3 separate regions of the Mus musculus genome follow, and all the other regions are linked to region 2. The links are chromatin contacts, called in public promoter capture Hi-C maps. All regions are on one chromosome and are shown on one strand. The core of a region is the stretch at or near the end of the contact, and the rest is flanking DNA. Distances in the headings are between cores, read along the strand shown. Region 1 holds the start of G2e3 (G2/M-phase specific E3 ubiquitin ligase). Region 2 holds the start of Sptssa (serine palmitoyltransferase, small subunit A). Region 3 holds the start of Pnn (pinin).

Region 1 (3,682 bases), core at 659-3,158, 3.3 Mb before region 2:
AAGGCAAGATCAGGACCGGTTACACCACAGTTGTGGGCTAATTAACCCCCCCCCCCCCCATGTGTCTGCTGTAGGACTGTGTGTGTTTACTCAATCCCAGGAACTGCCTTCTGTAGCTGATGCTGCCTCTGGTATTGAGATTTTTGTGATGCTGACAGTTATACTCAGGATTTTTCCTGCCTTTCAATTCTTTAACAGGAAGAGACAATGAACCAATCAAGACCTCTTGACTATATCAACTGAACTACACTGCCTACCCCAGAATATTTAACTTTTTTTGAAGGTCAGCTTGAGACTTTCAGTTCCCGAGAAAGATAAAACTTACTGGAGAGAAAGTGCAACGGATTGTAAAATACATAGGAACATTTATTTAGTTTCTGCCTTCAATATATATTTAACAGGTACATAATATTAATGTGGAAAATTAAGTAGTAAAACAAAAGAAGGGCAAAATATGTGGCTATATCATTCTCTTTTCCTGTTTGTTTTGCTTTTTCGAGACACGGTTTCTCTGTATAGCCCTGGCTGTACTGGAACTCACTCTGTAGACCAGGCTGGCCTCGAACTCAGAAATCCGCCTGCCTCTGCCTCCCAAGCGCTGGGATTAAAGGCATGTGCCACCACTGCCCTGCGACTACATCATTCTTAATTTTTGTTTTTATTTTATTTTATGTGTTCGGGTATTTTGCCTGCGTGTATGCACATCTTGTGTGCTCAGTACCTGAGGAGACCGGATTCCCTGAAACTCAAGTTCCAGGTTGTGAACCATCATGTGGGTGCTGTAATTGAATCCAGGACCAATGGAAACGCAGCCACTGCTCTTTGCTGCTGGTCCTTGTCTCCAGACCTTCAATTACTGTTGAACGAATGTAAACAACCTAGCCAACTAAGATACATTCACACATTCATTTACCCTGCCTGTTTCTGTATTTAGAATATATTCCATTCCTAACACAAATTTGGCAGTATCAAATAGTCTTAATCTGAATATTCAGCTGTTTATAACGTTAAAAAAAATTCCTCCCCCTTTTGCCCTCCCTATTTACCAATCACACTGCCAGATTTGATTAATTAGTACAGTTTGCTCTCCCATCCTGAAACTTTGTATTGCCACAGGCACACACATACATACTTCAAGAGAAGGGCATTACATAGTCCTTCTAAAGTTGGCTTCTTAGTATTTCAAAATCTTATCTTTGAACGCTTTCAGTATCAGCATACAAAATCCAATAGCTGAGGAGTCATACTTTATTGTTAAACATCATTTCCCACTGTTAAAAAACGTTACATCGGTTAAAAATTACAATCTACCTTCGTGTTAGGTATCTAGATTCTAGAAATCCAGCAAATCTTTCAAGTTGTGTTTTGAAAGGCGCTGAGGAAGCGCCGCTAGGATAAATCAAGTGCGAATCCGTTCTATCAGGTGTTAGTTGACCCGCTATTAATCCTAGCTCTAATGCTTACAGTTCTGATCTTTCAGATATCTGCCTAAAAGATCTAAATGCTTGTGGAAGTCTCTTAAACCCCCTCAAATGTAATCCTTTCAGAAACTCCAGACATCTCTGGGATTAAAATTTTCATTCTGGCCCTCGCTGAAGAAAACCGACCTCCCAGAGCCAAGCGAGGAACTTTTAGGACAATAGGGAAGTGTGATGCAAAAGAATTCCTTGCGGGAGAGGGCCGGGAGAATTCGCCTTCGCGCGCCTTCTCATTAGCATGGGCAAGCCTCCTCCCAGCGTGTGGCCTGTTGGGGGGTGACTGGTGCGCTCCGCACGCCTCCGCGGACGTGCAGGACCGGGAGTTGTTTTCCTGGCCGGGTCCGCGCAGCCACCCCTGCGCGCACGCCCGAACTTCATTCCCACCCCCACCCCGAAAGCCAAGGCGCAGACGCAGCCTCCCTGCGTCCACTTCCCCGGGGAGGGGCCGAGCAGCCGTGGGTTCCGGGTCGCAAACGGAAGTGGACGACGAATTTGAATTGTGCGAGCCGTTGGATGGGGCTGAGCGGGTTGGGCGTACGGCAGCGCTGCGGTCGACGTGAGCGGTAACGCGGCGAGCCTGGGACTTGTGCCCCGCGCCTGGTGAAGACGTGCCCGGGGACAGACGGAGGTGTCACGGGCGGCCGGGTAGGTGTGAGCGGTAGGGGGCTTCTCCACGCGCTGGACGTCCGCGCCCTGCCGCTGTCGAGCCCCGAGCTGCTCTTTATTAATTAAAGAGGGAAGGGGGGAGGGCTTCACGGAGGGGTGCCCGTTGTGGCTCCCAGTTGCTCTTGAGACCGGTCCCTCACCGCAGAGAAATGACAGCCTTGAAATGCCTCGAGGGGATTTAAGCTGAAATCCGAGTATCCTTTGTGTTTAAAACCGGGGTATTTTTCTTTCACACCTTGACACTTCTTGTGTACCGCAAAAATCCGAGCCCTATTGCTCATTTAAACTGGCTACAGTAGCAGCGGTGGCTCACAGATGTTAAGTTTGCTAACAATGGGGATAGGGTCTAGTGTCACCCCCAACCCCCACCCGTTCCGTCCCGTCCCCGCTTTTCACCCTCTTCATTCATTTGGTGATTGTTATTATCGAGTTATTTTAGAGGGACTCAGTGCCTCAGGAATTGAGTTTTCTTCGGGCGTTTTTGCTTGTTTGTTTTTTTGTTGTTTTTGTTGTTCATCTTTTATGATGAACTGGACTCTCACAAACCCCGACAAAAAGCCACACTTTTTTGAATAGCTGAGATGTACACGGTAAACATAAACTTTCTTTTGAAACAAGTTATATACTTTGCCTTATTAAAAACTGACAGGTTGCTTGTGTGTTTTGTAGAAAAAAGGTAACATCCTTTTAAGGTTTTACCAACTGGGTGACGGTGTCGTTAAAAATGCTTAAACATTTTAAAGTGGTACTTAGTAACATCCGAAGTAAGACCATTTCTTCATCCTCTTTCATGCCTGCTAATGAATGCTGTTTTCGATATTCAAGTAGGAAAAAAATTAAAAAGGAAGATCATTGAAAGTGTTTTCAATGAGTCTGCCACAAAGCTATTGGCTGGCCTTTCTCAAACAGTGCAGTCAGATCTGCTAGCTTCCTAAATGGTACCAGCAAGTAACCTGTTGTAGATTTTCTGTATCCTAATGTGCCTTTTGTTTGTTTGTTTGGTTGGTTGTGTTTTGTTGTTGTTTACCCACATCAGTAAATGTCACACTTCATTGTATGCATACTCCTTCCTATAAGGGCTCCCAAGCTGATGGCCTGTACTCAAACATCAGAGATTTTAACTTTCTAGAGGATGGACTTGGATAATGCCTTTTAACTGAAAAGTTAGACTAGTCTACCAGAGGTTTCAAAACATGGACTTCCTAGAACAACCTGGTAATATATTAGTTAAAGACATACAACTAGAACCAGACTTCTTGCTTAGAATTCCCATCCCTAGGACCTCATAGCTGTGTGACCTTGACTAGGGAAGCTGTTTAGCCTCTCTGATTAAAGTCTCTTAGGTAATGGGGATAAAGACTTCCTTGTGTGATTATTGTGGGAATTCTAGGAACTATTACATGTATGAGAACAAGATGCCAAAAATATAGCTACTAACCATGATGTAACTATAGCATGCATTTCCTTTTTTTTCCCCCTTTTTTCTTTTTTTCTTTTCAGTTTTTCGAGACAGGGTTTCACTGTGTAGCCCTGGCTGT
Region 2 (3,489 bases), core at 942-3,441:
GCTTGGTTTGGTTCTGTGTTTTCTGAGGAACAGGGTTTCATGAAGCCAACGCTGCCCTCAAACCTACATGTAGCTGAAGCTAGCCTTTAACTGCTGATGCTCCTGAAGCTACCTCCCCAAGTACTAGAATTACAGGCAAGCATGCACCACCACACCTAGCCATGCCCACAACTATTTGAACAGAAGAACAGAAAAAGGCACTTTTTCAAACAAAAATTCCCCCCCCCCCCTTGGAAACAGGGTTTCTCTGTGTAGCCTTGGTTGTCCTGGAACTCTTTCTGTAGACCAAGCTGTCCTCAAACTCAGAGATCGGTGTGCTTCTGCTGCCAGAGTGCTGGGTTTAGAGATGTGAGCCACTGCCATCTGGCCCCGGGTCAGTATTTCTATTACAATATAGCCAGAGAAATCTTAACACTGTTGCCACTGTAGCATTTATCCACATGCCAACAAATGTTTCAAAGCTTACAGGTCTAAACTGAGTTCTACTGTTACCCTAACCTAAAGAGTTTCACTTCACCCCAACACTGTTTCTTTGCCTGCCTGCCTGGCTTCCTTTTCCTTTGAGTTTTGCTATGTAACCCTGGCTTGCCTGGTAGTAGCTATGTATTATGTACCTCAGGCAGCCTTGAACTCCCAGCATTCCTCTTGAATCAGCTCTCTGAGCATGGTAATCAGTCATGAACCATCACAGCTGGCTTTCATTATTATTATTTAATGGGGCTTTGTCAACATTAATTGTAGTAAGATAATTATCAGTCAAGATTAACTGCTACCCAGCCTGGTCTACAGAATGAGTTCCAGGACATCCAGGGGTACACAGAGAAACCGTGTTTTGAATTAATTAATGAATTAATCAAAAGATTACCTGCTACTATTGAAAAGTTCCAATTAGGCATAAATTTAAATATAGATGTTATCTGACCTACAAAATCCAAAGAGCAAACTGAAGCTACAAATAAACGATTCGGAAAATCAGGCTTTCTTAATCCGGAGCCCCAAATATACATTCTGGTTATTAAACTTTAGGTTAGGAAATAATTGCTCACAGTAATAGTCTTGCAAGACGCTAAAATTTTTCAAGAGTCAGCTCCAAATAACCTCATGCTATTTCCACACCAGCACCCTTGAAAAAGCTTGCAAAGAAGCTCTACCTCAGTCCTAGGAACGCGTTTGTGAAGTTGTTCCTAACAAAGCTAAACCACAAGAAGCTGAGCGGATGAAATAAGCATGTGATGTGGTATATTCTTTTTATATTAAGGAAAGGAGAAGTGGAGCGTTAAAAGAATGAATTGCTAGTATTTCGTCGACACGGAAATCAGAGGATAGCGGCATAGACATTGGGCGAAAACAAACATCAGGCTTCACAACCTTGAGCTATTCGCTGGAGCTGTTAAAATTAGGCAAGATAACATACACACAAAGTGCTCAGCAAAGTCATCACTCAACAATTCTTAACCGGTGATAAACTAAACAACAAAGCACAGTTTGAAACCCCAGCAAAGTCTTTTCTGGGCACAGCTTGTACCTATGATGCAAAGAAGTCATAAATATAACACACTTTTAAAACTGCCATTTTGAAGCCCAAAAGGCCTTTCAGTAACTTACAAACTGCTTTCCAAAACTGTGTGGGAGTGTCAAGACCACGTACTCACAACCTGGTGAACTGGTTAGAGTTCTATCGCTCCAAATCAGGAATAGCTAAGGGTTAAAGACGCCCAAGCCCGGAGCGATTTGCAGCAACCCTGCCTCAAAGAATACTGAAGGATCAAAAGCAGGCGCGGCCGAAGCGGGACAAGGAAGCACCAGGGGAGACGTCGCCCTCCCGACTGCTTGCAGAAATCAGGATGCCTCCACCTTGGGCAGGGGAATTGCGTACAAGACCCGGATCTCCGCGGTTCCACCTCCCTTGACCCCAAGACACCCCCCCACCCCCTTCCAACCCGGCGCGCGCACCCCTCCACGCCCCAGCCAGGCCAGGACACACAGGATACTGAACACGGTTCGCTCCCAGGGCTCCAGCATGTAGAGCGCAGTGACCAGCAGGTACTGGTAGTAGAACCAGGACATCTGCTTCCATGCTCGCGCCAGCGCCATGCCCGCCATGCGCCTCCCGCGGTGTAGCAGCGTCAGGCGGGCCCGCGGCCCGCTCACCTCCTAAAGCCCCAGGCCTTGGGGCCCGCCCGCCACCACCCTGCGCCCATTGGTCCTGCCGAGCCTGCGCGTCACCGTGTACGCCCAACCCCGCGCGCACCCGAGCGGCCACCGCCGGCTCCTCCTGGCTTGCGCTTATTGGCCAAGCGGCCACTTCGTGTGCTCCTGTCCCGCCCCGCGCCTCGCCCGGAGCGAGCTCCCCAGCCCTGGGAAACGGTCTGGGTTTAAGTGCTAGTTCTGCATCTCCACGCGCACGCATGGCGGTTGCAAGACCGGCTTCAGTCCCCACTGGTGTCCATGCGAGATGGTGCCCTTAAGAGGCCGGATCCTTCAGACCAGCCCAGAAGGATTCCTTTAGAAACCAGTGTATGTAATCTCTCTCCTACCTCATGAATCCCTTCTGGGCCAAGAGATGATAGGGCTGGGTGAGAATGCTACTAAAGAGTCGGGCATGCAAATAAACAGTGCCTTGTGCAAGAGGGAATGCGGGGGTCAAAGAGAATGTGGATGCCAAATGACACCCAGCCAAGAAGATGTTGAAAACTGTAGAAGTAATATGTTCATCAGCTCTTCCCTTCCTCCGAGCACATGCGTGAAAACAGACCTATCTAGGATGCGCGCGCGAGTACACACACACACAACACACACACACACACACGCACTAGTATTCCCTAACCTAAAGACAAAAGAATTGGCCATAGACAGTTGCCAATATTTCTATGACTACACTTAGAAAACAACCATGTAGGTCACAATCAAGAGAAGTGCACTTGATCTAGTGGGTTCTAAAGACAGCTTGAGGTCAGCATGTGATCTGTCTCCTAAAGATTCACTCCTATGACCTGCAGCAGTACCGGCTGTATTCCACTCCTCTAAAGCCCATGCACTGTGTGCTTGTGAAATGACATAATTAAGTAGCCTGCAACTCACATGTCTAAAAGTTTCAAACCTGCTGCTTTAAGCTTTAAAACCTTTCCAGGTTGACAGGTATTAACTTAAATTCCTTATGCTCCTTACGAGCAAAGACCTTACAAACAACAATAGACTTGAGATCTGCTTTCACAAGGTGCCTAGTCATTTTATTTTATTTTATTTCGTCTTGTAGGTTACAGAACATCACGGAGGGAAGCCAAGCCAGGAACTCCAGGCAGGAGATTGAAGCAGAAACCACAGAGGAATACTGCTTAGGAGCATGCTCTTTCTGGCTTGCTCAACTTGCTTTCTTAAACGGCCCAGACCCCACTTGCCTAGCAATGGCACTGCCCACAGTAGGGAGGACACGCCCACCATAGACCAATCTCATGTTCCTCAGCTAAGGTTCCCTCTTCCCAAGTGATT
Region 3 (3,805 bases), core at 647-3,146, 4.4 Mb after region 2:
CTGACTGGAGCTATCGGTGGTTGTAAGCTGCCCTGAGGGCGATAGGAACCACACTCAGGCCCTCTTGGAAAACAGCCAGTTAGATTAACCACTGGGTCATCTCTCCAATGCCAAACATTTATTTTATTCCTGAGTGTGTGTGTGTGTGTGTGTGTGTGTGTGTGATATGTATTATAAATATATAAATAGATGGGAGGGGACACCTGGGTTCAGTTCCCAGCATCAACATTAACCTTGTCTGTAACTCCAGTTCCAGTGATCCCACCCCCCACTTCTGGTCTCTAAGGGCATCATGCATACATGCATGTAGTTGCACAGATAAACATGAGGGCAAAATACCCATACATGCAAAATAATAGTAAAATTTAAAAGATCCTATCTTTTATGTATAGATAACTCAGTGAAACCTTGTTTACAATTAGAATTAAATAATTTTTAGACTTAATTGCTTTTTACCAAAGAAAAAATCTTGGTTTTCTATATTGCTTCCTGCTAATATGCTATACACCTTCAAGCTTCTTCAAAGATATTTCCTGTCACCCTCTCCTTTTCTCCCTTTCTCTCTCTCCCTCTCCCCCTCCCCACCCTTCTCTCTGAGGGGGAGTAAGTATTTCCAGACAGGATTCTCTGGCTGTCCTGGAACTAGCTCTGTAAACCAGGCTAATCCACCTGCCTCAACCTGTCATGTGCTGGGATTAAAAGGCATGTTACCACCTGACTTTTCTCTTCTTCTTCTTCTTCTTCTTCTTCTTCTTCTTCTTCTTCTTCTTCTTCTTCTTCTTCTTCTATTTCTTCTTCTTCTTCTCCTCCTCCTCCTCCTCCTCCTCCTCCTCCTTCTCCTCCTTCTCCTCCTCCCCTTCCCCCCTTCTTCTTTTTGGTTTTGGTTTTATTCAAGACTGGGTTTTTCTGTGTATCCTTGGCTGTCATGGTATTCGTTTTGTAGATAACAGGTGCTGTTAACATTGATAAGATAATGAAATTCTTCCTCACCTATCCAGTTATGAGCCTCCACACAAATAGCATACAGGATAAGACCAAGTTACTGTTACTAAAAACAAAACAAAAATTCTTGTTCCTTTTCAGGGAGAAAACTTGTAAGGATTTGACCTTTGCATTTGTGTAACATTTTTCCGAACTAAAACGTGTACCTCTATGTCAAGTACAAAACCAGCGTCCATATTGGCATTGTGGGTAGGGCAAAGTGGAATCCAGAAAATACACACAGGAAACCACTGGCAACTTCTCCAGACCCTCTATTATACCCGCAGGCATTAGGCCCTGCTGGAAACAACTTTGCTCAGGATCAGAATATAAATTGCCTCTTCATCGAGATCTGACGACCTGTTGGACCTAGGTCCGCAGCCTCAATTTCCTTATCATTAAGCACCATCTCATTCAAGTTTCTAGTTTTTAACGACTAAGGCACGCAAAGCGATTCTCAGTGTCCACAATAACTATTAGCTGTTAGGATGAAGACTCCTGGTGGTTCAGTTCACTAATGGAAGACAGCCTGCGCCTCCCTGCACTCTGGGCATGCGCAACAGCCATTATTTGCCATGCCCTTTTCTGATTAAACCTCTTGGGGAAGGAAAAAAAGGATGTATAGCCTCTTCCGTCCCATGGGAAGAGTTTAGGCGCACTATGAAGTCAGCGACATGTCAAGTTTAAGAGGATGCCTTTGCAGACCCCCGAGATTGGATCTATCACACCGACGTAATCCCTCCCCGCTCTGCGCAAGCAGCGGAGCGCAACCACGGCAGGCGGCGAGGGGAGGAGCTGAGTGACTTGCCGGCTTCTCATTGGTCCAGAATCACGGATCGACAAGCTTCTTCCCCTTCCGGTCCTCGGGTGGTCCAGGCCCGAGAAGAAGCCCGCGATCATTGGCTGGGGCCGGCTGTCAGTCCTTCCGCGTGGAGCGGCGGGCGCGGTGCGGCGCTGCGCGGCCTGGAGAGCGGTCGCGAAGCCTGCTGCAGAGAGAAGATGGCGGTCGCCGTGAGAGCTTTGCAGGAGCAGCTAGAGAAGGCCAAAGAGAGCCTCAAGAATGTGGACGAGAATATCCGCAAGCTCACCGGGCGGGACCCGAATGATGTGAGGTACGGATCGGACGGAACCCCAGAGGTTGGCGAGGTCCGGGGCCTCGGGGCCGGGCGCACCCGGGACAGAGGGCAACCGGCCGCTTGTGGGCCGACTGGGGTCAAGGGGCCCGTTTCCCGGGCGGCGGGCGAGCCCTCTGCTCGGCTAGGCGGGGAGACGCCATGCCTGCGCCTAGGGCACTGGGTGCGAGTGCTTGCGAATGGAAGGAAGGCCCGCCCGGCTGCCCGGCGTGGTTTCCGCGCCCCCGGGAAGGCCGAGACCACGGCTTCCCGCCCTTGGCGCTGCAGGCCCGGAACTGCAGTACAAAGCCCCTTTCCACCCCTGCGGCTCCGAACCCTTGTCAAGTCGGAGACCCCCGGGGGAAGCAGTGGCTGCCTCTCCCTGCTGGCTTGGGTGTCCTTCCCTTGAGGTTGGCAGATAGGACCTGACCCAGACTTATTAATATGTAGCAGTCTCGAGATACATATATTTTCGTAACGGTGGTCTTGGGGAAGCAAGAAAGAGGATTTTAATGTTTGGTTTCGAAGAAGTGGATCTGAAACGGTCATTTTAGAATTATTTGTGTTCATTTCTACGTAGTGTGTACCTTAGTGTGTGGAAGTATATGAAGCCCTCTCATGTGTCTGCATAGGACTTTTACACTGATTATAATTCTTTTTTAGGCCCATCCAAGCCAGATTGCTGGCCCTTTCTGGTCCTGGTGGAGGTAGAGGACGAGGTAGCTTATTGCTAAGGTAAGGAGATGATAACTGCCTTGTTTCTAATAAATGTATTGCAAAAGTAGAGGTTGGAGAATATTAGAACAGTTTCATATGCACTACACTTGGGAGGCAGAGGCAGGCGGATTTCTGAATTCAAGGCCAGCCTGGTCTACAAAGTTACAAAGTGAGTTCCAGGACAGCCAGGGCTATACAGAGAAACCCTGACTGGGGGGTGGGGGTGGGGGGGGGACAGTTTCATATAAACTTAACTGTTTTTAAGTTCTGTTAAGGCTTTTGACATCTAAGAATGTAATTGGTGGTAGGGTGTTGTTCATGTAATTGTTTGCTTAAGTTTGCTTCACTTGTGTTTTTCTTCTTTATGAAATCAACTAAATTCTCTAGTCGACTAGAAATACCAGTTTCTGCTAATGTTTCTCGAGCTTTAGGTTGGATGTTTCTCATTGCAGGCGTGGATTCTCAGATAGTGGAGGAGGACCCCCAGCCAAACAAAGAGACCTGGAAGGGGCAGTCAGTAGGTATGGTTTCAAAAGATGTCTGGAGAGTCAGTACCCATCTTGTTTTCTGGGACACTACAGATATTTCTATGTCATTGGGATTGATTTGAACTGGGCTAGCCCAGTTTACAGAACTCAGTGGGATTAGAAGTAACACGTTCTGTTTTGTACTTTAAAAAACACCAAGAAACGTTTGGATATGAGAAGAGAGCAAAGCTTGGTTTGGAGCATCTTGCTTCCACCCCTCCCCCACCCCCCATAAGAAAGTGGTAAATGCGATATAAACTCAGTAGAATATGCCTTCTGGAGATGAGCATTTGAACACCCATTCACCTTTGATTGATTATGCATTTGATTCCATAGTGGTCATTTCAATTCTTTCTCCCGTGCTAGGCTGGGTGGGGAGCGTCGGACAAGAAGAGAATCACGCCAGGAGAGCGACCCAGAAGACGATGATGTTAAAAAGGTATTGAAATTAAATATTAGAGGATGAAC

The links. Promoter capture Hi-C pulls out the DNA fragments that hold promoters and counts their contacts.
Region 1: a promoter capture Hi-C map of cranial neural crest shows a contact between it and region 2. The contact joins the promoter of G2e3 here to the promoter of Sptssa in region 2. A contact is called at or near these places in 2 of 39 promoter capture datasets (cranial neural crest and pre-B cells).
Region 3: a contact with region 2 is called in a promoter capture Hi-C map of pre-B cells. The contact joins the promoter of Pnn here to the promoter of Sptssa in region 2. A contact is called at or near these places in 2 of 39 promoter capture datasets (cranial neural crest and pre-B cells).

Annotation. Positions count from the first base shown.
Region 1 is chr12:51,346,322-51,350,003 of GRCm38.p6, forward strand. It overlaps G2e3 (G2/M-phase specific E3 ubiquitin ligase), which reads left to right and starts at 1,909. Exons shown (of 15, transcript NM_001015099.2): 1 at 1,909-2,123.
Region 2 is chr12:54,654,381-54,657,869 of GRCm38.p6, forward strand. It overlaps Sptssa (serine palmitoyltransferase, small subunit A), which reads right to left and starts at 2,192. Exons shown (of 2, transcript NM_134054.2): 1 at 1,992-2,192. The coding sequence starts at 2,103.
Region 3 is chr12:59,065,023-59,068,827 of GRCm38.p6, forward strand. Pnn (pinin) reads left to right here and starts at 1,897. Exons shown (of 9, transcript NM_008891.2): 1 at 1,897-2,093; 2 at 2,757-2,828; 3 at 3,263-3,331; 4 at 3,704-3,776. The coding sequence starts at 1,981.